2 separate regions of the Gossypium hirsutum genome follow, and region 1 is linked to region 2. Evidence: chromatin contacts called from public Hi-C data. All regions are on one chromosome and are shown on one strand. The core of a region is the stretch at or near the end of the contact, and the rest is flanking DNA. Distances in the headings are between cores, read along the strand shown.

Region 1 (4,003 bases), core at 210-2,709, 34 kb after region 2:
TATAAAATTAATTGCATCCATAAAATCATAATCAGTCAAAATTTTCATTATTTACGTTTGCAAAATACACACTTACTTAAATTATATGGTTATAAATATATTTGAAAAGAAAAAAAAATTACTGGTTGAGAATGGAGAAGATGAGAAATTGATCGGTGATCGGAACACTAAAAAAGTCCGCTTTAAGGGCTTGGATTCTATTGTTGAAAATGATATGGTAGTGGACTCGATCCCTGCGCTGGAGATCTCATGGAGGGATAAAGTTTTGGGATGAGGGGCTCTTGTCCCAAGGAGAGACGAGGATTTTGAGTTTCTAGATGAAGAAGTGGTCAAAACGACAGTTGATGGTATTCCTGCTATTAATTTTTCTGAGAGGATCGAACAGTTTCTTTTCAGAGATATGGCGACTACGGTGGTCATTAAACTTCTTGGCCGAAATATTTGATACTCTATTCTACATAATAGAATTCAGTCTTTAGAAGCCTTCTCAACAGATTCACATAATGGATGTGGAGAATGGCTATTTTCTGATTAAATTTCATAGTAGAGAAGATTACGAGAGGGTGCTTACACAGGGACCATGGATTGTCCTTGGTTAGTATCTCACTGTTCAACTGTGGACACCGGAGTTTAACCCTCTTCAAGCTTTCCCTAGCAACACTATGGTTTCGATCAGATTACCGGGTCTTCCAGGGTTTCTTTATAAACGACAAATCTTGGAGGAAATCCGGGGTTTGATTGGGAAGGTCACTAAGCTCAATTTTCAGACCGATAAGGGGCCGAGGGGAAAATTTGATAGAATGGTCATGTGCATCGATTTGAGGAAGCCCTTAGTTTCTTAGGTTCTGGTTAATGGGGCGGTGCAAAGGGTGGAGTTTGAAGCGCTACCATCCGTGTGTTTCTCCTGTGGAAGGTCCGGTCATTCGAAGGACATGTGTGTGGATGTGGGGTTTTCGCAGGACGTAGCCGAGGGTAGGAATATAACGACGGAACGCTTACCGAAGGAAGTCAAAGCAGTGGAGCCGTCGGAGCCGTTCTGACCCTAGATGATTGTTGAGAGGAAGTCACGGAGAAACTCTAGGGGTCGCCAAAATCCTGCAACGAAAATCGCCGTGAGTGGTGGCCGGAATCTGCCTGTATTGAAACGGACAAAACTAGTGAAATAGAAGCAGAATTTTCGGGGATAAGATTTCAAAAAGTAGACTTTCTGAAAGGGATTAATCAGAAGGGTGTTTCTAGGGCAAAGGAAAATATTGGGTTAAATCCCAAAACGACAAATAACTTTAGCGTCTTGGGAAAGCAATTAGTGGATGGGTTGGAACTTTTGAAGGAAGCTGCTGGCCAGGTGGATCGTGGGCTCGTGATGGCAGAATTGGGTATACAAAATAGGTCACTGTTAGACCCAGTAAGCCATATTAAAGCTGCGATGGGAAATAACGATAACATTAAGGGTGATGGGCCTGTTTTAACGGATCAAGAAATTAGGGGCTTGGAACTATCTTTTAATTCGGACAGTGTCGATACAGTGCATGGAGTCTTCCAAATAACAACGCATCTTCGACTGATTTTAATTAAAGGAAGGTTAATTCCATTCGGGCATTACTGCTCAAATTAATCCTATTTTTGAGGGTCCTGTGGAATCAGTAGTAGAAATTAATAAGGAACTACTTGATTCTAGTAACCACTCTGCGATTACTTTTAAGGAAAAAAATAGACTAAATATTGCTAAATATACTGAAGCTGGTATTTCGGTTGGAAGAGAGGAATACCGATTTCGAAAGTGAGGGGTTCAGGAACTAATAGGGGTAATGTTCGAAATAATGGTGCTATTAGTAAGATAATTCGTGAACGCGGGGGACATTTTAAAAATTTTGGGAGTGCAAGGGTTCCACTATCAGACTCTATGAATTCGATGGCCAAACTCCTCAACTCGCAAATTAACAGGGCTGAGATGGGGAACTTGAACATTTATGGGAAACGCAGGGAAGACACATGCTAGTCATGAGCTACAGTACGTTACTCTCCCTTTATTTTTACTTTTTTCTTTAATGAATTTGTTTATTTTTGCATGGAACTGTCAAGCTAGTAGAAAGTTTTCGAGGATTTTTCCCGAATACCATCGGGAATATAAGCCAAATATTGTTGGCCTTTTAGAAACTAGAGTGAGTGATGACAAAGCTAATTTGATTATTTTGTTTTAGTGCTCTCATCGAGTGGAAGCCATTGGCTTTTATGAAGGAATTTGGGTTGGGTGGAAGGACTCGTTACAGGTTGATATTATTTGGAGTCATCCCCAATTTGTTGCGATTCGGGTTTATGAACGTATTTTCCAACACCCGATTTTTGTTGCCTTTGTATATGGTAGTCCTAACAGTCGCAAGCGTAGGTGGCTTTAGGATGCTTTGAAGATGAATATCCCTTGCTTTGATACCCCTTGGGTGGCTATAGGAGATTTTAATATGATTTTAGCCTCTAATGAGAAAATAGGGGGATAAGTCAATGGTAAAATATGTCCATTTTTTGGAGATTTTATGGATTCTTTTGGGGTTAATGACTTGGGTTTCAGAGGTGCTCCTTTAACGTGGCAGAGGGGTGGAGTTTCGAAACGTCTTGACAGGGCTATTGGGAATAAGGCTTGGTTGACATCATTTCCAAATTTTACCGTGACTTATTTTCCTAGAATCAAGTCTGATCACATGCCTATTTTTTTGTCTCTTAGGTTTAAGCTTCATTCATCTAGGGGCCATCCTTTTCATTTTCTGGCAGGATTGGTTAAGCATGCAGAGTTTTCTAATTTCGTTAAGAATAATTGGAATTTTGTTGGTTCCATGTTTAGCTAGATTTCTAATCTCACTTACCAGCTTAAGGATTGGAATAAGAGGGTGTACGACCATATTAGAACATGCAAAAAATTGCTTCAGAAACTCGACATAATGTAGAGGGCTATGGATTGTTCTCAGTTTGATCATTTATTTTAGTCGGAATGGGAAACTAGTGAGGAATTAGAAAAAGTTTTACATCATGAGGAACTTCTCTAGAAAAAAAGGCGAGGTGTGACTGGCTCTTTTTGGGAGACCGTAACACAAAATTCTTTCATAGGCGCACCCTAAAAAGGAGAAAGCATAATCGAATTACGACTTTAAAAAATGGGGAGAGTGGGTGGATTTTTTATGAGGAGAAATTACGACAGGAGTTATCTCATTTTTTTTAGAATTTATATGGTGAAGACCTAGGGCCGATGAGAAGTCTTCCCACTAGTTCCTTTCCGAAGCTTAAAGACAGTAAGATCTAGATGTTGAGCAACCCCGTCTCAAATGAGCAGAAAAAATTTGCCATGTTTGATATGAGTCCTTTGAAGGTACTGGGAAGTGATGAATTTCATGCCCTCTTTTTTCAGAGTCAGGGGAATCAAATTGGGGATTCAGTTTGTACCTGGGTCAAAAACATGTTTAAGGGTGGAAAAATCGACCTAAAGCTGAATAATGCCCTTATTGTTCTCATTCCTAAGGATCCAAATCCAGAATGCTTCTCCAAATTTCAACCGATTAGTTTGTGTTCAATTCTCTACAAGTTGGTAATGAAAATCATTGCCAATTATTTTAAGCTGGTGTTCCCAAGAATTATTGGCCAATAGCAGACTGGGTTTATTGCAGGAAGGACTACTACGGATAATATTATCATTGATCAGGAAGTGTTTCACTCCATGAAAATCAAGAAAAAGACTACGAACTGGTTGGCCATCAAGATTGATTTGGAGAAATCTTACGATCAAGTGCGTTAGGAGTTTATTAATGCATCTCTTCAAGATGTAGATATTTCGAATTGCCTTTATAAAGTGATTATGTCTGCTATTACTAACTCTTTTATTCAAATTTTGTGGAATGGAATCCCAACTCAAAAGTTTCGGTCGAAAATTGGGTCCACCAAGGATGCTCGTTATCCCCTTGCATATTTATTCTATGCCTGGAATGGCTCGACCATAGTATCCATTCTAATATCAATG
Region 2 (4,417 bases), core at 827-3,326:
TTTAAATAAACTAATTGTCATGTGGTAATTTTTTTTTCATTTGCCAAACATGTCACATGGTGCGTTTAGATACCAAAATGAAAAATTAAGTATACCAAAATGAAAAATTAGGTATACTTTAGGGGCTAAATTATAAAAGCCTTCTTTTATTGACTTATGCTTTTTTTCTTTTTTTTTTACTTAAAAATGTTAAACTTCAGTTTTGGTTCATTTACTATACATAAATTTAAGAATTAATTTTTATGCTTTAATTTTTAATATAATTAATATATTTTATGATGTTATTAGTTAATCAAAATAGCTTTAACTATTGAAATTATTAAAGGACTAATGGCAATATAATATTAGATAGATTAGATCAAATCAATTCAAAATATACAGATTGAACCATAAATTTAAACATAATAATCATCGATAAAGAATATCATAATAGTCTATCTATACTAGTGTTGTTTGAACCAGACTAGATCAGTCGCTCAGATTAGTTGAAATGGGATCTGGCTAATGAATTGGTTTAGAAAGTGATTTTAAACCAATCAGATCGAGAATCGATACGAATCAATTGAACCTATTGAATCATTTAAAAATTGATTGAATCGACAATTGAATTGGTTGAACCAAAATTTTATTTTTTAATAATTTTTTAATCGAATTAATTAAACTGATCAAACCACTGATGAGTTGAACAATTCATCCACCAATCAAATATAGAAAACATTTATGTATCCTTAACAATCATTCCTTATAGTCATTGCACGTGTATATGGAAAATTTCATAGCTTAGGACAAATGTATATGTGGAGATACTTATAAGATTAAAAGAAGTTATACAACCTTCCAACGAATTAAAATGCTGACTCTATCTTAATCCTACAAAATAACTCAAAACTCTTTCTCCTCAACATTTTCTCAAATAAAGCCACCTTTCTAGACTCCATCCCAAATATTTTGGTTAAAATGGAATTTAGTTTTTTTTTTAATTGGGTTTTAGTCTATTTTTAAATTAGGTAATCTAAACTCAAGGTCACTACACTATAAATAAATTTACGTTTTAGTCACTCAATTTTAAAAAGTTGACCACTGAATTATTTGAAAGATCTCGTTTAAGCCACTAGACTATTAAAATCGTTGTTATATGAACTTTATTTGCACCCTTTACATCAATCTATTCACTTTTACAATTTTTTTTCATGAAACAAAATTTGAACATTATGGATTTGCAAATCAAAATCCAAATAACTTTCTTCTCTAGCATCCAACATTGACCATCGGATCAACTTAGATATAAGGTATTTTTTTAACTTGTCGACGGGTATTGATTCATTGTATTGATCATCAAATTATCATTTGGAACTCGCTACTCGCTATTCGGATCTTTTTTTTAAATAAAAACATTTATATGTATTTTAATTTAAAAAAATATTTATTTGAGAAATAAATATTTACTTGAGTGTTAGCTTTTTTATAAAAAGAACTATACTTGAGTTTAGTTTAGCATGGTTTCTCAGAAGAAATTTTAGACCAAAAATATTTTTGAGCAAAGGTTAAAATTTTATACTTTTGCTTTTGGTAAAAAAAATGCTTTTGCAAATTTTTTTTTTCTGGAAAGCATTTTTGAAAAATTAAAAAAGTATATTGTTTAGTAATATTTTTATCTCAAAAGCTATATATTTTTATAAATAAAAGAACAGTTGGCAGAATCATAATGGCCATAAAAAATTTTAATATAATTTAGGAAAATGGACTAAAAACTACCTTTGGGTATTCAAGTATTAAAGTGAGAAAATAGATATACTTCACGGGCTACATCATAAATTAAGCCAAAAAGAATCAGCTAATATTTGTTTACTTTTCGGACACAACGCCGTAATGAAAACGTAAAACATAGAGGGACCAAAAAGGTAAAAAAGGAAAAGAAGAAGTCCAAAATATAATAACGCTCAGATAAAAAGAAAATTTAAAATAATTTTCAGTCCTTTCCTACCCTTCTCCGTTTCAATCACGTGGACTTTTAAAAAAATAAAAAAAAAAACAAAAACAAAAGAAAACAAATAAATAATAAAAAATAAGAATAACCGCGGCTGCTCTGTACACCAAAGCCACACAGAGAGTTCGTCTCTTTCTATTTCCTTGCTAATTGATTCAAGTTAAAGAGATCGCACCGAAATTTTTTTTTTTTTAAAATCCAAAAAAGCTCTTAAAAACAGTAAAAATTTGAGAGATCCTTGTTTTAAAATCGATTTATTTGATTTCGAATTTAAACCATTTAAAAATGTTGGTTTGTTGTTTGGCTTCCTGATCGTGTTTCAGGTCTTGATTGAAATCAGGGTAAATATCCGCTTTTTTCTTTGGTGGGTTTTAGTGGTTGTAGAAAAGGATTAGTATAAGAAACCTGTGGGCTTGGAATTATAGAAAATTAAGTTCGAGAACTTGATATTTGGGCGAGGTTTTCTTTTTTTTTGTTATTTTTTTGAATGATTTCGTTGGGGAGTAACGATGCGAGGAAAGGGATAAAGTTTGCTGGAAGAGAAATGGAAGAGACTGAGCTTGAAGAAGGAGAGGCTTGCTCTTATAGTAACAATAACGATGATTATGATGCCACCACAGACACCGAAAATGATCTATCTTCTCTCTCCTACATAGTAAGAAAATTTGGCTCTTTTTTTCTTTGCTTTCATTTTTGTTTTTAATTAATTTTTAATCATATTGTGTCGACTTTAGTTTTTTTGGTTGGGTTTTAGATCTAAAGTTAAGATTTTTGCTGATCAATTGAAATTCTGTAACTGCAATTTTAAATTGATTTTACTTTTTTTACTTCTGTTGCTTCTAGAAATATTACATATGGATTCATATTTCAGTTTTTATTCTAATTTTACTAGTTATTTTGGTTCATGTGGAGGAATCTTGAGAATTTAGTTTTTAGGAGTTTTATTTAACTTAAGTGAATTGTTTTCTGTCTAGCGATGAAGCCGTTTTGTGTATGGGTGTATTAATGGTTGTAGTGTGTGTCTGTGTGTGCGCGCTTTCTTTTTCCAGTTGTCTGAAATTTGTTGGACATCTGGTTACTTGCGAAGGCATTATTAATGAATTTTGATTACTAGTTAGGTTAGTGAAAACGTTATGGTAGTCTTAACTGTAACTCTGGGAATTTCATAGGTATTAGGAGAGTAAGATTCAAGCACATTAGGTGGCTTCCATGGTTGCTGTGTGTTATTGCTGTTTCTACAGGATTAGTTACTAACTGTTCGTGGACTACTATATGTATGCTGATCTTTCTCAATGTCTTATTTCTGGTCTGGTGCTTATTCTTAGTCTCTTTCCATTTTTTCATTACCCCTTAGTGATATATGACTTCATGTATTTGAAGGATGAGAAAATTCAACATGTTCTTGGACATTTTCAGAAAGATTTTGAAGGTGGAGTTTCTGCAGAGAATCTGGGTAAGTAGAATCATGGTTTGTATGAGGTGAAGAGTCACCGTAAATTGGGGTTCATAATTTCAAATTAATGATTTTGTGATTTTTTCTATCGCCACAGGTGCAAAGTTTGGTGGATATGGGTCATTCTTACCTACTTATACACGTTCTCCGGGTTGGCCTCATCCGAATGGTTCTCCAAAAGTTCAGAGCTGGCATGCACCGAGATCGCCCCCAAAAATGCCATTGGAGGTTGTGTTTTCTCAATTTGTCTCATTTTCCTCGGAAATAGAATTTATTTCATACAAAGAAGGAATCTTTCACAGGATCTTGGTTTATTTGAGAAGTCCAAGTTAAACCGGCTGCTTACTTTGTTTTGTCATGTAGGATGGCCGACATAACTCAGTATGTTCATCAAGTGGTTCTCAGTCTGTGATGCCTGGACTGCCTTCGAATTTTGAAACCCTTCGTAAGACATCAACTGTGAATGATTCAATTAAACAAGAGGTCAACTTAACATCTGCTCATGTTGATGAGCTTGCCTTTAGGTGTGAATTTGCAAGCAAGAAAGCTGCCAGTCTGTCTGACCCGAAAACATTGAAGGTGAGAATCAAAATGGGTTCAGGTGACTTGTCAACACAGAAGAATGCTGCAATCTACAGTGGTCTTGGCCTTGATGTCTCACCATCTTCGTCCTTAGATCAAAGCCCTTCAGAAAGTGAAGGGATGTATCAGGAGTCTCAAGAGCCATTATCTGAATCTCCAACCAGCATTCTTCGGGTAAATCCTCCATTGTTTGTTAATCTTCTTATAAATATATTCTTACATCTAATGTGCAAGTCCGGAACTGATCAGATTTAATCCCTGGATTTTTTGAGTAGCTTATGACTTCCTTCTCTGTACCGGAGGAGGCGCTACTATCTCCTCTTCCCGATCATCTACTTAACTTGATTGTAAAGGAAAAAAAATTGAAAGAGAATAGATCTGATTCTAGAAAGTGT

What was found. Hi-C and Micro-C count contacts between places; a contact is called where the count stands out from the background.
Region 1: a Hi-C map of leaf shows a contact between it and region 2, with 2.4 times the contacts expected there. The contact joins the enhancer-like site here to the promoter of LOC107891120 in region 2. A contact is called at or near these places in 3 of 34 Hi-C or Micro-C datasets (leaf and seedling).

Annotation. Positions count from the first base shown.
Region 1 is chrA08:16,028,447-16,032,449 of Gossypium_hirsutum_v2.1, forward strand. It overlaps LOC107952133 (a long non-coding RNA gene), which reads right to left. Exons shown (of 2, transcript XR_001698792.2): 1 at 1-4,003. Among protein-coding and RNA genes, the nearest start is that of LOC107952133, 4.2 kb to the right of the region's middle. Within about 2 kb of position 1,460, at least 9 of the 9 cell types and tissues checked have an H3K27ac peak or open chromatin away from gene starts, as enhancers often do. A contact at or near this core is called in leaf, where this site is marked.
Region 2 is chrA08:15,993,340-15,997,756 of Gossypium_hirsutum_v2.1, forward strand. It overlaps LOC107891120 (cysteine-tryptophan domain-containing zinc finger protein 7), which reads left to right and starts at 2,077. Exons shown (of 14, transcript XM_041075924.1): 1 at 2,077-2,642; 2 at 3,368-3,440; 3 at 3,538-3,668; 4 at 3,804-4,196; 5 at 4,298-4,417. The coding sequence starts at 2,475.